3 separate regions of the Mus musculus genome follow, and regions 2 and 3 are each linked to region 1. The links are chromatin contacts, called in public Hi-C maps. All regions are on one chromosome and are shown on one strand. Each heading gives the region's core, a stretch centred on a gene start, on an enhancer-like site or on the middle of the called end of the contact. The rest is flanking DNA. Distances are from core to core; before and after follow the strand shown. Region 1 has its middle 7.4 kb from the start of Gm32240. Region 2 overlaps Fggy (FGGY carbohydrate kinase domain containing). Region 3 overlaps Fggy (FGGY carbohydrate kinase domain containing).

Region 1 (2,561 bases), core at 41-2,540:
AGCACCTGAGACATGATTTGACACCCGGGCAGAGCACGTATCATCTCCCAACAGGTTAGAAGCCAATTCAAGGTCTGTCATAAATCCCCTGACTGGTAATCACCTCAGGAGAAGAGACTAAAAAGAACTGGTAGAATGTTCTGGGTGGATAGAACAGTGCTTGTTTCCTGGCTGCCAGCCTGGGTCACCTGCCCAGTCATTGGAACTAGTGTCTAAGGGCACATTTTTCCAAGCATCTATGTGCTTAAGGTGAAATCACTTTTAATGAGCACTGCCCCATAGACTCACATATTTAATGTTTGGTTTCCAGTTGGTTTAGGAAAGATTAGGAGGTGTGGCCTTCTAGCAGCACCCCCCCCCCAAGTACTTATAGGTCAGATGTAAGCAGTCAGCTACTGCTCCAGTGGCATACCTTCCTGTCTGTTACTATGCTTCCTGCCATGATGATCATGGACTAACCCTCTAAAATTGTAAGCAAAACCCCCATTAAATGCTTTCCTTTATAACATGCCTTAGTCAGGGTGTTATCTCACAGCAATATAACACTAACTAATACAGAAGTGGCTTGATGCTGTGGCAGACCTGATAGTGCACTTTGTTGGAGAAATTTGGCAGATTTTGGGACTTTGGACTAGGGAGGCAATTGAGCACTTTAAATGTATCTTAATGGGTGATCCAGGGGATCATGGAAGATAGTAGTGCTGAGAGCAATGTGGAATGTGGAGGCCCAGTCAAGATCTTTCAGTGGGGCTTTGAGATTTCAAAAGCCCACACCAGACCCAGTATTGATCTCTTTCTGTCTGCAATCTGTGGATCCAATCGGAGCTCTCAGTTACTGCTCTAGCACCATGGCAGCCTGTTTGGTACCACACTCCCTACCATGATGATCCACACTGGAAAGGAATAATTAGTTGTTCTTATTGTTGAAGAAGTGTGTGAGGAATGTCTGTACATATCCTTTAACTCCCACAATACCCATCACACTATGCATTTACAGATGAGGAAGCCAAGGCACAGAGAAATTAGATGATGTCTCCATAGCCCTATAGCTAGTAGGTACAACAGCTCAATTCATACTTAAGAACTATAGCTTAAATATGATAGTTAGTCACCCAGGAGAAAGAAACTCTAGCAGAATGGTCTGTGAGCATTTTCTGAAGTGGAAATTTCCGGTTTCTTTAACAACTCAGCGTGTCACGTGATTTGGGGGGGGGCAGGGTGGAGAGCTGTCCTGTAAGAGGGCATGTGATGTTTTGCTGAAATCAGACACGTGAGAGGGTACGTGAGATTTAGAAAGACTATAAATGGAACCCCACAAACTGTGAGAGGACACTCTTGCATTGTTATATTGTGCAATGCTTCCTGGTCTTCGCTGGTTTTCACTGGTCTTTGTTAGTATTCACTTTGTAGAGAGGAACACACCAAAGAACTTCTCCAAACATCTCTGTGTCGTGTCTCAGGTGAAGCCACTGTGCTGATTTGAATGGGAGTTTCCCCATAGGTTTCTCTCTCTCTCTCTCTCTCTCTCTCTCTCTCTCTCTCTCTCTCTCTCTCTCTCTCCCCTCCTTTCCCCTCCCCCTGTCCTTGTCCCTCTCCCTCTACCTCTCTGCCTCCTCTCTGCTGAGTGCTTATGGGTATTCTGGCTGTTTTTTCTAACTCCTGCCAATTTAGTGGAGCCTTGCTGTTTCTACTGGATCATACAGCAGCTACTGATTTGTATTTGGTGTTTGCTATTGAACTAGATTGCTGATGTTCTGACAATGAAGAGAGTAATTACCTCACGGAACTACTTCTAAGCAGGCCCATACCACGCTTTTCCTATTAACCTTCTTTTCCTCCTACTTCTGGTTGGTGGGTTAGAAGGGAGGTTGAAGCATTTAAGAACCTTAAATAAAGTAAGTTTTGAAAAAAATATCTAAGTGTCCATCATGGAAATTAGGCATAAGTTCATACTTCATTTCTAATGTAGTAGAGGAATCAGCAGTTTGATGGTTTAGCAATGTTATTTAAGGAGGTAGGCAAAACATCAGCTATTGCTGCTGGGTGATTTCCTGCCTTGATTCCAGATGGGGCTTTCTGGTTTTGCTTCGTAGTTTTCATGTATATCATTTTGAAAAAGATTGGGAGGAAAGCTGAGAACTCAGAAGGGTTACTCAATTCTCTTGTGTTAGAAAGGTTTGCAAAGTTGGCAATGCACTTAGAGAGTTTGTGGCTAGAGGTTGAAGTGCTGAGAAAGCAGGAAGAGCCAGTGAGAGGAGAACAACAGGGTTCAGGCTTGGTGTCTGAGACTGAGACTCCAGCGTAAGAGAAAACAGGCATGCAAACTAGGCTGGAAGGCAAACTCTTGTCCCACTCTGCTCCACACAATTCCACTGCCAGGCACCCCAAGCACCCTTGTGAGGCAAGGGGCTTGGAAGAACAGGAGATAGTGCAGGGACAATAGGTGTTCAGCTAAGTGTACTGCCAGAGGATTTGCCTGGGGCTACACAGGCAACTGCAGCCTTCAGCTTCGTAAAGCATATGCCTGCTAGTGATGGTAATGCTTATAATGAGTTGACATT
Region 2 (2,561 bases), core at 41-2,540, 660 kb after region 1:
GGTAACATGCAGGAGGCCTTGCCTGAAGGATCAGCATGAATCAAGGTCAGCCTTGGATACAGATGGAGTTTGAGGCTAGCCTGGGCTACAAAATGAGTTCTTGTCTCAAAAAAGAAAATGTGCAGGAGGGAGACTATCAACAAACAAACAAGCAGATAAACCACTTTGACTAGAGGTGTCTTTCTCTCTCTCTCTCTCTCTCTCTCTCTCTCTCTCTCTCTCTCTCTCTCTCTCTCTCTCTCTCTGTCTGTCTCCCTGGCCATTAAGAGCAATCCCTCCTTACAGTCCCTATCCTTGTTTACTGGCTAGTATTATTCCCAGGACAGTACCGATCCATCCCCCCCCCCCACCTCTGTTGACCACTAACACATCCCCTCTACTTCCTTTACTACCTCGTGGTTCAGGTGCCATTCACTGACCTCAGCTTTGATAAAGAAAAAATTTCGGATACAGAACCCTTCCTTGGTTCTGTGGAGCCGAGCATCTTTTTAAGGCTGGCTACTTGAGCTACTGCTCCGGACCTTCCCCTCTCCTTTCTTTGGATAACAGGACAGTGGTCCGCAAAGGGAAGCATCCGTTACCTTTCTCTTAGAGTTGAGTTCATTTTCCATTGCATGTTTCTGTTTAAACAGAAAGCCTTTTTAAAAGGGCTGAACACGCATTGAGTGTGCATGCTAAATGTTTAATATGTGTGTGCCCACAGCCAAGAGAACAGAGAAGCCTTAAGTAATAATGAAGCTGGATTATGCACGTTGTGTGCTTTACATGGCAGTGACTTCTAAATATACCCTTAACAGCCAGGTATTATTTAATACATCCCTATTAATCAAGCTGCCAAATCTAAATGAAAACCATGTTTAAATATATTTAATAAGATTATGGCTTTGAGGTGAGTAGCAAGCTAATGTTAGCTGCATTTATTTTCCTCCCAGCCAGGCCTCCTTCACTCTCTTGTGTTTTCATTCTGGAAGCTTCTTTCTCCGGTGAAGACAGTGTGATTACAAAGCGACTGGTACTGCAAACTTTCTGTGTGGATTTCATCTTAGTGAATAAATGGGAATGTTTTAAGAAAAGAAAACAACATCTGCAAATGGGAAATGAAATGTCATTTCTTCTTAGGGTGAGCCATTGAATTAAGGCGGAAATTAATAATCGCCATAGAGAAATGAGTTGTTTCTACCTTCTGCAATATAGTGTCTGCTTTTGGATCCGGTATCACTCTCGTAGTGTCTTGAGTTAAATGTTGTTACTTTTCCTTTTAATGGTTGGTTTTTTTGTTGGTTTTGCAATAGTGACACCCAGTGGCACTAATGAACATTGCAAGGGCTGCTAAATGCTGTCTTTCTAAAGCAATCCCATTCCTCCTTTGGAATAAAAAATATCTAGTTTCTTGAAGTTGAAGGAATAATTGAGTCTGGACAAGACAAAATTGCAGTTCCGTCTAGTAGGCTTCTCATTTGGTACAAAGAAGGGAAGTAACGAAGGACAGGACAGATGGGGAGGAGAGGGGTCACACATACCACCCCAGCAAACTTTCAAAGTTATTAGTGAAATACCATTGTACACCCCTGCTGTGTATAACTGTTCCTCTTATTGCAGCAGTGTGTGCACTGTCCCAGCCTTTGCCACAGGCATTCCCTGCAGCCTACAGAGAAATGGCTATTTGCTGGTGTTGCAACTGCTGTGATTTCTTGTTTCTCATATCTCCAGTCCTCTCTTCCTTCCATCTAGTTCTTTTGACTCATATTTACCCCTAAGAAGTTGTGTTTGGGACTTTTAGCCAATCATTCTCCCCATTAGCATATTTTCATCGGTTCCAGATTTTGAGCTCTTAACTTGCGCCTCCCCGCTTACATGTCTTAAAACTTTTAAATCTTTGATTAAAAAGTCGTATATGCCTATTACAAACATATTAAAAGTTTCTGACTACATAAACACTGAAAACAATCCCTATAAAATGTTCAACACTGCCTACTTTGAATTTAAAATAGGGAGCACATGTTTCACATCGTTCATTGTAGAAATTTCAAGCTTTGTTTTAAAAACCAAAAATACGTGCAATACACGCCATATATAATTCACAGAAGCAGAACACACAAACCCACCATATCTGTGCACACAGCGGTGTGGCAGATGCTGCTTCTGATGCTGTTTGCATGCTGGACACTCTTCTAATCGCTTTACATGAAACAACCCATGTAAGTTCCATAGCAAGGGTCAGGAACTACTATTATGGTTGTTCCACACATGTTGATGAAGTGTTTATGCATTGCAAAAGAACAATGTCAACATGCTCGGTCATAGGATTGTAATGAATTATGGGCAGGAAGGGCTATCATCAGGTCTTTAAATGTTTTGAAGTCAGTGTCACTGTCCTTAGTCTCTCTACCCAGCTCTACTCAAAACTCCGGTATCTCCTTTACCTTCTGGCACCAGCTTTCTGTGCTCTGAATGTCATCAGCCACAGAGCTTACATTCCACTGCCCAAGAAGCAGGCAATGAAGTAAGAGAAAATGAAGCAATGAAAAGAGCAAAGACAGGTTAGGGAGAGAGGATATGCA
Region 3 (2,561 bases), core at 38-2,537, 560 kb after region 1:
TTGAAAGATACTCTTCTTCTTGATGAATATCTTATGAATGTCCCTGGGACCAGTTTGAGCTGTGGGGCATGCTCTTAAAAGTCTGCCAGACCCTGAGAGGAACCACACAACCATAGAGAGAAAGCAGACCCCGTGAGCAAAGCCCCAGTGATGGACAGAGGACTTGTTCTTGGTGGCTGTTTAGTTTTTCTTGTTTATGGGGTTTCTTCTTAGAAAGAAATAAAATAAGAATGAAAAAAAGAATTTTTTTTTCTCAATGCTTTTCAGTGTAGGAAGTATTTAAGGAATTCAGTGCCCAGAGGCAGTACAACAGTAAGAACAGGTGATGTTTTCTTTTCTTTTATTCCTTTCTTCTTTCACAAAGGAACTGAGGGCTTTACTCCATGTACCACGGCTAATAAGCGAAAGGGTAACAGCTTGGGTGCCCATCTACACAACCCCTAAGCTGTTTTCATGGCATCCTCTGTTGCTCCATCATTGTTAGCTCAGATTTCAAGGGTTCTATAGCTGATCAGAGTCTGGTTTGCTACAGGAAGGACTCCAGGTTACATGTCATTAGTTGTTTCCCTCTCTATGTTTTCCATTGAGCCGTAAGCCAGTGCAGCTCAGCTAATAGGCACATATCAGACCTGAGAAACTCCAGCCCCAACCATGAGGGCTGATTTAGTAAGGTCTTATGGAAAGCAGTAGATAAGTATCTCTCACTTCATTTTACTTTATTTCATTTATTTACTTATTAGTGCCAGGCTAATACCCAGGGCTTTGTGTATGGTAAGCATGTGCTCTGCTAGGGAGCCATGCCATGAGCCACAGGGTCTATAATTGTAGTGTCTACAAAGGCTGTAATGGGGGATTCAAAAATGCCTGCAACAAATGTCATAAGAGGACAACCGAATCTTTCCACAACTATTTTTCTCCGTCCCTAGCAAAGGATATTTTATATAAACGAGAGCCTAAATGTATGATAAATGGTTCTAAGAGTGAAGTAAATGAATAAATATTAATAAAATACGAATAGCATCAAGCTGAAGAGCCCGTCCCTGGTTGGTGTTGGGCACACTACAGGAATCTCTCAAATCACTATCCTTTCGAAGATGTCCTTTGGAAGGCTTAGGTCCAGCTGTTCTGAGGAGCCATGACAGAGGATCTGGTAAAATCTGCTAGCAATTAGAGACTGTGGAATTTTTATGTTCTCTTGAATAGTGAGAGAGACTGTTTGTATCGCTCTAAAGACAAACCCAGAAACCAAAGTGCAGATGCACCAGGGCACAACAGGAAACCACAAAAGCCTAAGATCTTTCCATGTAAATAAGAAGCTGGCCTTTACTTTTGAATCCACAGTGCAGAGTGGAGCACAGTTGTTAATCCAGCTTTTGCACAGCTCTGCTTTGAGCTTGAGCACAGTTAAACCATGCCACAGGATAAAAAGCACTTAAAAATGCTTGTTTTGATCAGCAAGCTTCATTTGTGTTAGTGAACAGTTTGGGGACACAGGTGCAGTGTGGACTCAGAACCATTAATTGGTCTCCCTTGTTCTTTTTGCAGTGATATTTGAAACCCTACTTCCCTCCACAAAGTTATATTAATCCATATAAATGCACGGGACATTTCCTGTTGACAAGCCTCTCTCACATGTCCCATCCTGGGGCCTCTGGTCCAGGTGCAAAGTGGAGAAACAGTGGTAACAATTCCCATACCTTCTTGTGTTGTTACCTCGATCTACATTTGATCAGTCCTATTACACTGGGAAGTAAGTAATACCGTACAACTGATCATAAAGTTTTTGTAGATAAGGAAAATGTGGTAGAACAAAAACCCATAGGTTTTGTTATTAGGTTGGCAGACCTATGTTCAATATAGAGTGCCTTAGCTCCAAAGTACCTTCCTTGTTCAACACCGACTGCAAGCCAGGCATGGGGCATAACGAAGAGTAGAAGTAGCCCTTGAGTCAGTTATAGTCCAGAGGAAGAGATGGGGAGGAAGCGTAAATTGCATAATCATGTCAAAGTACATTTAAGTATGCATATGCTCAACACTCTACCAATTTCATTCCTAGATAAAATCTTGGGGAAACTCCCGCACTGTGAAACAATATACACAGAGCCTTTTTAATACATCATATATCATACTATCCCCTGTTTGGATTTCCATTAGTAGAACATATTGCTAAACTATCATATTCATATGCTGACTTACATGTTTAATGAATAGACTGCATCTACATATAGTGGATAAGTGCAACAATTATAAAGTAACACAAAGAAGAAATGAGAGAAGTAGGCACAAAAATATTGCATCCATGGAAATTCTAAAAGAAGTAAAAACAAATGATGAAACTTAGGAATTTGGGCTGAACCTAGGAAGACAAAAGGATAATTGCCACAGATCTTAAAACCTTAGTGAATTCTATTTGTTGAAGGTTTTGGCTGTGTAGAACATAACTGCTTTCAGAAGTGGTCTAGAGGAACTGCCATTTGTTGATGAAGGACACATAAGCACTTAGTATTTTTTAAGATGTTCTGTAATTTTTAATCTCCTCTTCTAAGAGTGATATGTGTGCT

What was found. A called contact is a pair of places that touch in the nucleus more often than the background predicts.
Region 2: a contact with region 1 is called in a Hi-C map of bone marrow-derived macrophages, with 14 read pairs. The contact joins two enhancer-like sites. A contact is called at or near these places in 2 of 484 Hi-C or Micro-C datasets (both in bone marrow-derived macrophages) and 2 of 115 datasets of contacts at active chromatin or transcription factors (bone marrow-derived macrophages and fibro-adipogenic progenitors).
Region 3: a Hi-C map of bone marrow-derived macrophages shows a contact between it and region 1, with 14 read pairs. The contact joins two enhancer-like sites. A contact is called at or near these places in 1 of 484 Hi-C or Micro-C datasets (bone marrow-derived macrophages) and 1 of 115 datasets of contacts at active chromatin or transcription factors (large pre-B cells).

What each region holds. Positions count from the first base shown.
Region 1 is chr4:95,214,036-95,216,596 of GRCm38.p6, forward strand. No RefSeq gene overlaps it. Among named protein-coding and RNA genes, the nearest start is that of Gm32240, 7.4 kb to the left of the region's middle. Within about 2 kb of position 1,291, at least 76 of the 459 cell types and tissues checked have an H3K27ac peak or open chromatin away from gene starts, as enhancers often do. A contact at or near this core is called in bone marrow-derived macrophages, where this site is marked.
Region 2 is chr4:95,870,116-95,872,676 of GRCm38.p6, forward strand. All of the region lies in intron 14 of Fggy (FGGY carbohydrate kinase domain containing), which reads left to right. Among named protein-coding and RNA genes, the nearest start is that of Hook1, 96 kb to the right of the region's middle. Within about 2 kb of position 1,291, at least 13 of the 459 cell types and tissues checked have an H3K27ac peak or open chromatin away from gene starts, as enhancers often do. A contact at or near this core is called in bone marrow-derived macrophages, where this site is marked.
Region 3 is chr4:95,776,759-95,779,319 of GRCm38.p6, forward strand. All of the region lies in intron 8 of Fggy (FGGY carbohydrate kinase domain containing), which reads left to right. Among named protein-coding and RNA genes, the nearest start is that of Hook1, 190 kb to the right of the region's middle. Within about 2 kb of position 1,288, at least 31 of the 459 cell types and tissues checked have an H3K27ac peak or open chromatin away from gene starts, as enhancers often do. A contact at or near this core is called in bone marrow-derived macrophages, where this site is marked.